Regions from separate parts of the Sus scrofa genome. Here region 2 is linked to region 1. Evidence: chromatin contacts called from public promoter capture Hi-C data. All regions are on one chromosome and are shown on one strand. The core of a region is the stretch at or near the end of the contact, and the rest is flanking DNA. Distances in the headings are between cores, read along the strand shown.

Region 1 (5,485 bases), core at 476-2,975:
TCACTGCAGTGGCTCTGGTCACTGCTGTGGCACGGGTTCAATCCTGGCCCGGAAACTTCCACATGCCACAGGTGTGGCAAAAAAAAAAAAGGAGCTGCTGTAATATAGCTATAATATATGTTTGTATGTTTACAATACACTTTTATTCCTTTGAAAAGACTTTGCATCCACAGCGGCAGCGACCAGCGACCAGCGGCTGCTTTATCTTATGAGCTCGATTCATACACTTACCTGGACTTTGTCCAAGTTGAGGAAGTACTTACTCATCCACATTTGGCGGGACCAGCCTTTATTTTAAGGAATATTTCTTAGTAAATGGCATCCCAAGTGGCCCTTTCCTCGTAACCTGGAATCCGATCCCAGATGTCTGACGCCTTTGGCTGGATGTCCTGAAAACCCACTCCTGTCAGCCTTTTGTAGGTAGCAGCTAAGATGGGAGCTATTTGTAGGGCAGTGCTGGGTACTTACAGTGTACATACTAGAATCTGGCAGCAAGAGAATATTGGATCTTTGGGGGTAAAGGAAAAAAAACTATTCAGTACAGTGTATTGCAGGGAAAATACACAATTAGGTCTTCAGATGAGTTTTACCTATTTATCTCTCCTGGAAATTACAACAGGGAAAAAATGAATTCAAGTAAATGCCAAGTTCTATTAAGTAATTAAGAGGAGTAATTTTCCTTTAAAGAGAACAGACAGAGCAATTATCAATAATTGTTGATTTAATGCCAAGTCTCCGTGGTCCTGTAACCTGAATTTACAACATCCAGGAATGATGCAGAGAGGATTTTTTCATGCACTCCATTCCCATGATCACATGTGACTGTATAGGCCAGGGCCTTCAGGGAGGCAAGCCAGGTAGAAATGATACGAGAACAAAAAAGGAGAACAGATATCAGTCTCTGCCTAGAAAATCACAATGTGGTCTGCTAGGTATTGAGCTTTAATGGCAAGCAAACTTTATTCTCTATCAGTTCAGGCTGAGTGTGCACTGAGGTATGGGGTTAGGACTTCAACAAATGGTTTTTGGGGGAGCATAGTTCGACCCATAACACCTCCTTACCTTTGTGGCTTTCAACAAGCTAGTGACTCCATGTTTCCATAATAAGTAATGTACCCAAAGGGGGACAAATACACATCGTAATAGTGGACAGCATAATCTAGTGTATGAGATAAAATTATTCTTTGAGGATACCCCTCTACAAAGATCTCTGGACAGTAAGGTATCAGCCAACTTCTCTCTCAGCAGGAAATGCACTGGTGACAACTGCAGGCTTACCTTGAGCCCTTCAGTTGGAACACTCAAGAGGATCTGACACAGGATCGGATTACCTGATTGATTGATTATGCTTATTGCGGCCAAAATGCACACCAGCTTAAACTTAAATCCCAGCAATATAACTTTTCCTTAATGCACACCAGCTTAAACTTAAATCCCAGCAATATAACTTTTCCTTTGTTTTGCCCAAGGGGTTAATTCACAGAAGCAACGGTTACCAAACGTTGCCTTGTGAAGCTGAATGCTGAAACCCGCAAATACTAAGCAGTGATGAAGAACCCAGGTGACAGGCTTTGAAAATACTAAGCAGTGATGAATAACTCAGGTAACAGGCCACCCCCGCAGCGCCGCCGCAAGACTCCGCTAAACTGACAGCGACTCCACCCTCTGTCCGAAGCCCGAGGCCGCGCAGGCGCAAAAGCGGCCAGAGAGAGCAGGCGCCTGCCGATGGCGTCATAGGGCGGTGCGAGCTCGCAGCACGTGAGTGAGGCGCTGGGAAAGCAGTAGAGGCATCTGCACGCAAGCAATCCGTCTCTGGCGTGATGAACTGTTGCGGGCTTTTCCTGCGCTCGGCGGCGGCGGCGCGCTCCTGCCGAGCCCTCGTGGCCTTTGCCGAGAGCCGGCGACTGCTGCGCACCAGTCAGCCCAGCCGAGCTTTCGCCAAGGAGCTCTTCCTGGGCAGAATCGAGAAGGTAATGCAGAACCTCCCGGTCGTCCTTGCTCTCTACCTCTTGCTTTCTGCCCTTTTCGGGAAGGCCGGTCGATCCCGGTCAAAGTCTCCACAACTGCCTGACAAACGCTCATGCGAGCAGGTGTGCTAACTCTTCGACTCCCCTGCAGGCGGGGCCGGTGTTCTAACTAAGGTCTCCAGGTCGCTTTGGGAAACCCCAGGCGAGGTGGACGCTAAGCAACCCTCGACGCAGTGTTCTGGCCCCGAACTTTGGGGGCCTTCCTCTCTAATTCCTTCACACAGTCCACGCCCAGCCGCCCCTCTGTCGGCTTCCACAGCCAAGTCCCCGCGCCTCACCCCGCCTATCAGGTTCCTCTGAAGACCGGTCCCCAGGCGCCTTCCCCACCCAACCCTTAGTAGCCGTTTGCACTAAGCACTTACCAGGCTCTTAACAGTCGAAAGACTTGGATTTAACATTGGCTCTGTGACTTTAGGCCCCAGTTCTTTCAAACTTCAAATGGATCTAGCGTTGTGTTCTGCCCTCACAGATGTGTTGCAAAGCCCCAGTGAGATGTATATGTGTGGAAATGCATTTAAACTGTACGATACGGTGCAGATGCAAGAGGCAGCAGAGTAAGTGGTCAGTGCTGGCTTCAGTACCTGCTAGTCCCGTGCGTTGGGGTTACTACTGTGAAGTGCCTCCGTGTGATCATACACAAAATAGGAGCAAAAACTGTTCTCGACTCCCTCCTGTAGGTTCCCCCCAAACAACAACAAAAAAGATATGTAAAGCACTTTGAGCTTGGCTGGAATCTGTGCATCCTTGATGTAGCTGATATGTATTAGGGAGTTAGTCCCTGGTTTCTCTAGAACATTCTCTAAGGTGGTCAGGCATTACAAATGCAGAAGCTGACACTCAGACTGGAGTGATTTGCCCTGGTAGGAAGTACAAAACTAGGCCTTTAAAGTTAGGGAAACCATTTTTCCCAGAACCTGAAGCTGTGTGGTCCTGGGACCTTGTGCTTTGCCGCCAAGGTGAAGAAAGAACACAAATCTTTCTTGCTTCTTTTACTCCAAACCTCTGGCAGCACCTCCTCATCCTCATCTCACCTGTTGGCTTTGCTTCCCTTTGTTCTGAGAAAATATGTGCTGTCAGGTCAGAACTTCCACCCCACCCCCACCATGTGTGCCCATGTGGTCTACCTTCTCTATCAACGTGGGTGGACCTTAACTTCCAGCAAAAGCCACCTAGACCCCAAGTCTTTTCAACTACTCCAGGGCCTTAATTGTCTCCTTTCTCTTCTGCATCATCACTTGTTACCTTCCGCTGCAGCTTGAACGCATACCATTCAGGCTTTGACCAGTCCACTGGTGCTCTCTCATGCACGCCTGTAGTGACCTCCTTGTTGTTGCATCTGTGGTCTTGTTCTCTTGGAAAGGTACTTTGTCTCCTCAGAGAAGGAATTCAGAAACGAGATGGAAATTCAGAAAGTGAAGTGAGGATTTATTTAAGTGAAAATACACCCCAAAAGGATGGGCAGGCAGACAGGCGAACAGCTGCCCTGGGTGTCATTGGCAGGATGGTTCTGAGGGGTGTGCAAATGAGTGGTCAAATACTCATTGGAAGGAGGGACTTGGGTTTGTATCCCCTGATTTTCATTCCCTCTCCACTTTCCCGAAGGGAGGAGGGATGTTTGTCCTTATTTAGCCTTGATTGGAAGTATCAAGACGTCTCTCCATCATGGAACTTATTATTTGCAAGGCTTATTTTCTTATAATTAGGTCATGTTGAGCAACAGGTTACATTTTGATTCTGCAGATTCATGCCTTTACCCATCATTCTTTGTCTGCCTTCAGGACACTTAACACCCCAAATATGTGGTTTCTTGCCATTTCTGGAGGTTCCTGCTTTTCATTGTCCCCCATGGACCCTCGCTGTTTACAAGATACATGGTTTCCTGCCACCTGGCCTGGTGCTTCCTTTTCTCTGCTCACACCTACCTACCTGCCTGCTGTAAGTCTTTTCTCAGTCCTCACCTTACTTGACCCATCACTGGCATTTGACACAGTTCATCATTCTTGGCTTTTAATTTTTTTTTTTTTTTTGCTTTTTAGGGCCACACCCATGGCACATGGAGGTTCCCAGGCTAGGGGTCGAATTGGAGCTACAGCTGCCAGCCTACACCACAGCCACAGCAATGCCAGATCCAGGCTGCGTTTGCCACCTACACCAAGTTCACAGCAATGCGAGATCCTTAACCCACTGAGTGAGGCCAGGGATTGAACCTGCAACCTCATGGTTCCTAGTCGGATTTGTTTCTGCTGTGCCACAACAGGAACTCCCATCATTCTTGACTTTTAAATAACTGTTCTCTCCTGATTTTTTTTTTTGTCTTTTTGCCATTTCTGGGGCTGCTCTCACGGCATATGGAGGTTCCCAGGCTAGGGGTCAAATTGGAGCTGTAGCCGCTGGCCTATGCTGGAGCCACAGCAATGCAGGATCTGAGCTGAGTCTGCAACCTACACACAGCTCACGGCAACGCCGGATCCTTAACCCACTGAGCAAGGGCAGGGATCGAACCCACAACCTCATGGTTCCTAGTTGGATTCGTTAACCACTGCGCCACGACGGGAACTCCTCTCCTGATTTTTTTTTCTACGTCACTGGCTGGTCCTTCTCAGACTTCTTTGCTGGTTCCTCCTTGGCTCCTTGACCTCTATAAACATTTGCTAAAATTTCCAACTGTCCCAGTTGGAGTTGGGAGTTTTCTGAGGCTTTTTGTGGACCTCACTTTTCATCTATAACCATTCCTCTGATGATCTAATTTGGTATCATACTGTCAATATTCTGAAGATGCACATGTACTGCTGTAGCTCAGATTTCTCCCCTGAACTCCAGGCTCTCTCTCTTTCTCGCCTTTTTCTTTCTTTCTTTTTTTTTTTTTTTTTTCCTTCTTTTTTGCCTGCCAAGCAACATACAGAGTTCCTGGGCCAGAGATCACAGCTAAGCCGTAGCTACAGCCTACACTGTTCAGGCTCTCTTTATGTCTGTCTTTCTACTCAGAATCTGCACTTGGATGTTACTAGGCATCTCCAATCTAGTACATCTAAAACTATCCCCAGCTCTCTCCCTAATCCTGCCCTGACCCCTGATCTTCATATTGGAGATGGGGTTGTTCAATTTTTGAGGCCAAATAGCTAGAGTCACCCTTGACGCCTCTCATAATCCACATCTAATCTGGCAGCAAATCCTGTTTTCTCACCTCCAGGTTATTTTTAGATGACTTTTTTTAAAAAGTTTTATTGAAATATAGCTGATTTACAATGTTGTGATCATTTCTGCTACAGCAGTGATTCGTTATACATATATACATTTGCATTTTTTTGCAGATTCTTTTCCCATATACACTTGATCTTAGCCAAAAGGCCGAGAAGCGATTCTTTTCCCATATAAATTATCGCAGAATATTGAGTGATAGAGTTCCCTGTGCTATACAGCAGGTCCCTGTTGTCCATCCACTCCATATATAGTACTGT
Region 2 (5,296 bases), core at 366-2,865, 120 kb after region 1:
CCCCCCCCCCCGCACAGGGGGTGCTGTGCGGTAATCTGACACTTACCAGCAGTCACTGGGAAGGCCAGAGAGATGATGAATTTGCAGGGGACGACGTGGGGCATGTCAGAGGTGAATGTGCTGGCAGGCCGGTCTGAGGACTCGCTGCTACACGGATGGTTAGAGTCCGACTCCTGGGCCCAGGCCCTGACCACCAGGTGCTCCTCCGCCTCACACTGGCTCTCAGACCCGTAAAAGCTACTGATGGACGACATGGGCCCCATGCTGGCCTGGTCCTCATCCTCCCATTCCCAGGCGTGCAGGGACATGCTGCAGAGGCGCTGGCACTCCCGGCTGAGAGGAGTAAAGGCACTCTGTCATCACCGCTGCCCACAGCGGGTAAGCCCCTGACTCTAGCAGGGGAACTATGCTTCTCCTCCTCCCGTGCCTGTCCTGCTCTGGGCTGACTAGCCCAGGCCCAGACACTGCCTGGCACACAGTAGGCACTCAGAGTCAGAATGGAGAACCACAGGCAACGGTGCTGGTGCCATCAGCAATCATGACAATGAGCCAAGCTGGTTTCTCCAACTCAGAGGCCGAGCCTCCAGGCCCCAGGTGCTGGTCCTTTCAAGACTCAGAGTTAATCGCTCGGCATTTCTGGAGCGCCTGCTCCAGGTGAGTGCCTTTTCCCAGGAACCACGGGGGAGGGGTTGAGGAGAGATCCTGTGCTTCTGCTGGGGGGCCTCAGGTTAGCTGTGCCAAAGCAGTGTGAGCTTGCCATTTGGGGACAGCACAAGAACCTGGTCAGGTCAAGAAGGCCGAGGACCCCCTAAGCAAGACACGACTGGACTTGAACTTGCTGGGTCCTGGAGGCCGCATGCCAGAAGATGCTAAGAAGGGACTGCTCAGATGGAGCCGGGGACAGGGCGCTGCGGGGGTTACCTGCAGCACCTGCGAGCGGATGCGCTGGAGCTGCGTGGACTTGGACTTCAGTGTCAATCCACTGACACAGCCGCCTAGGAGAAGAGGCTCCAAGGACGCTGTCTGTCCACGCGAGGAGGCTCTCGCAGGGAAGCCTTTGAGACCCTCCGCGCAACTGTATTTGGCCGTTGCTAGGCATTGCAACAGCTCCGGGGGCGGGGCTCCGCTCCGGGAGGCGGGACTTCCCTCCTCAGCCTCTGGTCCCCGGCAGGCAGACGTACTGACAGGGTCCCAAAGATAAGCGTATCCAAATGCAGAACCAGTTGCCTTCAGTCATTCACTCATCCATACAGTCTTTAAGGAATCTCTGTTCTGAATGTGAGCACCTATTATCTGCCTGACCCTCACCTTCAGAACCGGGGAGAGTCGTTGCTGGCTCCCCACCTAAACTCCATCTACCTCCACTTCCCGTTCTGTGATGATGGAGAAGGAAGCTCTGCAAACACTGATCACCCCTCCCACCCCACTGTCCTCTCATACAGACTTTGCCTTTGTCGTTGATACCCCTAAAATATCACGAGAATTCTGTTTTGTTATCATGAGCCCCCAAAATCAGAGAGGAGGAAATTGAGGCTTAAAGGGATGAAGCCATTTATCTGAGGCTACACAAGTGCGTGGCAGCACCGGATTGAAATCCAGCCTATCTGATCCTCCCCCGCTCCCAGCTCCTGTCGAGAAGAGCAGAGAACACTGAAGGGGTGGGGGGAAGAGACACATCACAGAGGCAGCTGACCAGAGAGGGGCGGGTCGGGGCCGGCTTCATGGAGGAAGAGACAAAAGCCAGACTGTGGGGTTTGGCAGACAGTGAAAGCATGAGAGGGCATTTGAGACAAAGGAAACAGCATAAGCCAAGGGCCAGCGGGATGAAAACAACTGGCAAGGTCAGGGAAGCCATGAAGAGTCTGAAGTCGGGGTGGAGGGGGGGGTGCTGGTTCAGAGGCGATCTCCAGTAGTTTAATCAAAAAGGGGAGCTGGAGTTCAGTCGTGGAGCAGCAGAAACGAATCCAACTAGGAACCATGAGGTTGTGGGTTCCATCCCTGGCCTTGCTCGGGGGGTTAAGGATCCAGCGTTGCCCTGAGCTGTGGTGTAGGTCCCAGACGCGGCTCAGATCTGGCGCTGCTGTGGCTCCGGTGTAGGCCAGCAGCAGTTCTGATTAGACCCTCGTCTGGGAACCTCATGCCGCGAGTGGGGCACTAAAAGGACAAAAGACAAAAAAAAAAAAAAAAAAAAAAAAGCGGGGATGGAGGTGGGGAGCTGAGGCTACACACACACACACTTAACAGGCCCTGGCTGAGAAAGAACCTATCCATAGCGGGAGAGCAAAACTATCTGTCTATTGATGGACATTTAGGTTGTTTCCATGTCTCAGCTATTGTGAATAGTGCTACGATGAACATAGGGGCTCATGTATCTTTTTCAATGAAAGTTTTATCCAGATAGATGCCCAGGAAAGGGATTGCTGGATCATATGGTAGTTCTATATTTAGTTTTCTGAGGAATCTCCATACTGTTTTCCATAGTGGTCGTACCATAGAAGCAACCTAAATGTCCATCAACAGAAGATTGGATAAAGAAGATGTGGTACATATATACAATGCGGTATTACTCAGCCATAAAAAAGAAAGAACGTCATTTGCAGCAACATGGATAGACCTAGAGATTATCATACTAAGTCAGAAAGAGAAAGACAAACCATATTATATCATTTATATGTGGAATCTAAAATATGACACAAATGAACATATCTATGAAACAGAAACAAACTCACAGACATAGAGAAGAGACTCGTGTTTGCCAAAGGGGAGGCAGTAGAGAAAGGAAGGATTGGGAGTTTGGGATTAGCAGATGAAAACCAGTCTTCTGTATATATATGTGGGTGTGTGTGTGTGTGTGTGTGTGTCTTTTTAGGGCTATACCTGTGACATATGGAAGTTCCCACGCTAGGGGTTGAGTCAGAGCTATAGCTGCCGGCCTACAACGCCACAGCCACAGCGACATGGGATCCGAGCTGCGTCTGCCAACACCACAGCTCACGGCAATACCATATCCTTAACCCACTGAGCAAGGCCAGGGATCAAACCTGCATCCTCATGGATACTAGTTGGGTTCGTTACTGCTGAGCCACGATGGGAACTCCAAACTAGTCTTTATAGGATGGATAAATAACAAGGTCCTACTGTATAGCACAGGGAACTAAATTCAGTATCCTGTGATAAACCATGATGGAAAAGAAAATGATAAAGAATGTGACCATATGTATAATTGAATAACTTTGCTGTACAGTAAATATTAATACAACATTGTAAATCAACTATACTTCAATAAAATTTAAAAATAAAAATTAGGAATTGCCGTTGTGGCTCACCAATTTAAGAACCTGCTAGTGTCCCTGAGGATGAGGGTTCAATCCCTGGCCTTGATCAATAGGTTAAGGATCCAGCATGGCTGTGAGCTGTGGTGTAAGTAGCAGATGTGGCTCAGATCCAGCATTGCCATAGCTGTGATATAGGCCAGCAGTTGCAGCTCCGATTTGACCCCTAGCCTGGGAACTTCCATATACATCATGTGTGGCCCTAAAAAGAAAAAAAAAATTAAATAGGGAGTTCCCACCAAGGTGCCATAGATTAAGAATTTGTCTGCAGCAGCTCAGGTTACTGCAGGGGGTCAGGTTCAATCTCTGGCCCATCATAGTGGGTTAAAGGGATTTGGTGTTACCACAGCTGCGACTTGGATTCAATCTTGACCCAGGAACTTCCATATGCCATGGAAGCAGCTGTAAAATAAAATAAAATAAAATTTAAAAGTAAATATATAAACAAGCAAACTGAGCCTTAACAGCTGTGAGGAAAAGTCACCAAATGGCAGTGAGCTCCCAGGGTGGGGCAGGCGGGGGTTAGGACTCAAAGACTCAAGTTCTCACCACTGATACCTTCTCTGTCTGGCAGCCTGGAGAGTACCGTCCACAAGCAAGGAAGTGCTAAACACACATACACAAGGTTGGAAGGGGAAAGGCTACTGGAATACACCAGCTCCTAAAAGGCCCCATTAACAAGAGCAGGCCAGTCCTGGGACAGATAGCAGGCCTCCTGCCTCTCGGGTGCCATCTGCTGCCTAAGGCTGGTTTTGCTCCCAAGGCTCTCTGATCACATCATTACCAAAGAAGGCACCAATCTCCTCACCACCTCCTCTGGGGAGAGCCTGACCTCAGAGTTGAGAAGCAGTAGGTCTTGGACCAATGCCTGGTCCCGGATGTGCATCAGAATCAGCCAGGACCATGTCCAAACTTCAGTTCTGGAGTTCCCATGTGGCTCAGTGGTAACAAATCTGACTAATATCCATGAGGACACAGGTTCGAACCCTGACCCTGTTCAGTGGGTTAAAGATCTGGCATTGCCGAGAGCTACGGTGTAGGTCACAGCTGAGGCTCTGATCCCGCTGTGGCTGTGGTTTAGGCCAGCAGCTGCAGCTTTGATTCAACCCCTAGCGTGGGAACTTCCATATGCCACAGATATAGACAAAAAAAAAAAAAAAAAAAAAAAAACCTGAAATTTCAGTTCTGAAGCTTTACTCCAGACCTGTGGAATTGATTCCCCAGAGGTGGGGCTTAGGAACTGGTGACAGATTGTATTTTCCAAACACCTCAATAGACTCCTTGTGATGTCAATACACTTCCCTTCTGGTGGCAGGTCTAGGCCCCTCCCCCTTGAACCCAGACAGAACTTTGGTACCACCTCAGCCAAGAGAGTATAGTGGAAATGACAGTATGTGACATCTGAGACCAGGTCATACAAATTCCATGTACCTCTGACTTGTTCTTTGGGGTGCTCACTCTAGGAAGCCAGCCACCATGTGGTGAGGAAGCCCAAGCAGCCACACAGAAAGGCTACACATAAAAGTTCTGGCCAAAAGCCAGCTAAGGTCCCAGCCAACTGCCAGCCTCACTGCCAGACATGCAAGACTGCCAGTCTTCAGATGATTCCAGCCCCAGGCTTTGAGCCACCTAGCAGAAACCATGTACAGCAGAAACCAGCTATCTCTATCAAGCCCTCTCCAAATTGCCACTTTATCACCAAAATAAGTTATTATTGGTCTAAAGCCTTAAGTTTGGGGACTATTTGTTGCACAATAAATCAACAAGACAAGACAAGACCCTTATTTTTTAAAGTTACCTCCACCAAGATCCCATTGCATAGGTGAGATTTGGAATCACTGCTCTGAGGGAGGTAGTGTCCAGGTGGAGACCCATGGGATGGAATGAGGGCAAAGGTGTGCCACCTGGTACTCAGGTGTGAAGGGTGGGTCCACAACCGCACCTCCGCCAAAATGTTGGCAAAG

Evidence for each region. Promoter capture Hi-C pulls out the DNA fragments that hold promoters and counts their contacts.
Region 2: a promoter capture Hi-C map of liver shows a contact between it and region 1, with 6 times the contacts expected there. The contact joins the promoter of KIAA1257 here to the promoter of ACAD9 in region 1. A contact is called at or near these places in 3 of 5 promoter capture datasets (fetal liver, fetal skeletal muscle and liver) and 10 of 47 Hi-C or Micro-C datasets (brain, embryonic fibroblasts, fetal liver and 4 more).

The regions. Positions count from the first base shown.
Region 1 is chr13:71,373,201-71,378,685 of Sscrofa11.1, forward strand. It overlaps ACAD9 (acyl-CoA dehydrogenase family member 9, mitochondrial), which reads left to right and starts at 1,726. Exons shown (of 18, transcript XM_021069406.1): 1 at 1,726-1,970. The coding sequence starts at 1,821.
Region 2 is chr13:71,491,669-71,496,964 of Sscrofa11.1, forward strand. KIAA1257 reads right to left here and starts at 1,616. Exons shown (of 16, transcript XM_021069402.1): 1 at 922-1,616; 2 at 47-333. The coding sequence starts at 308.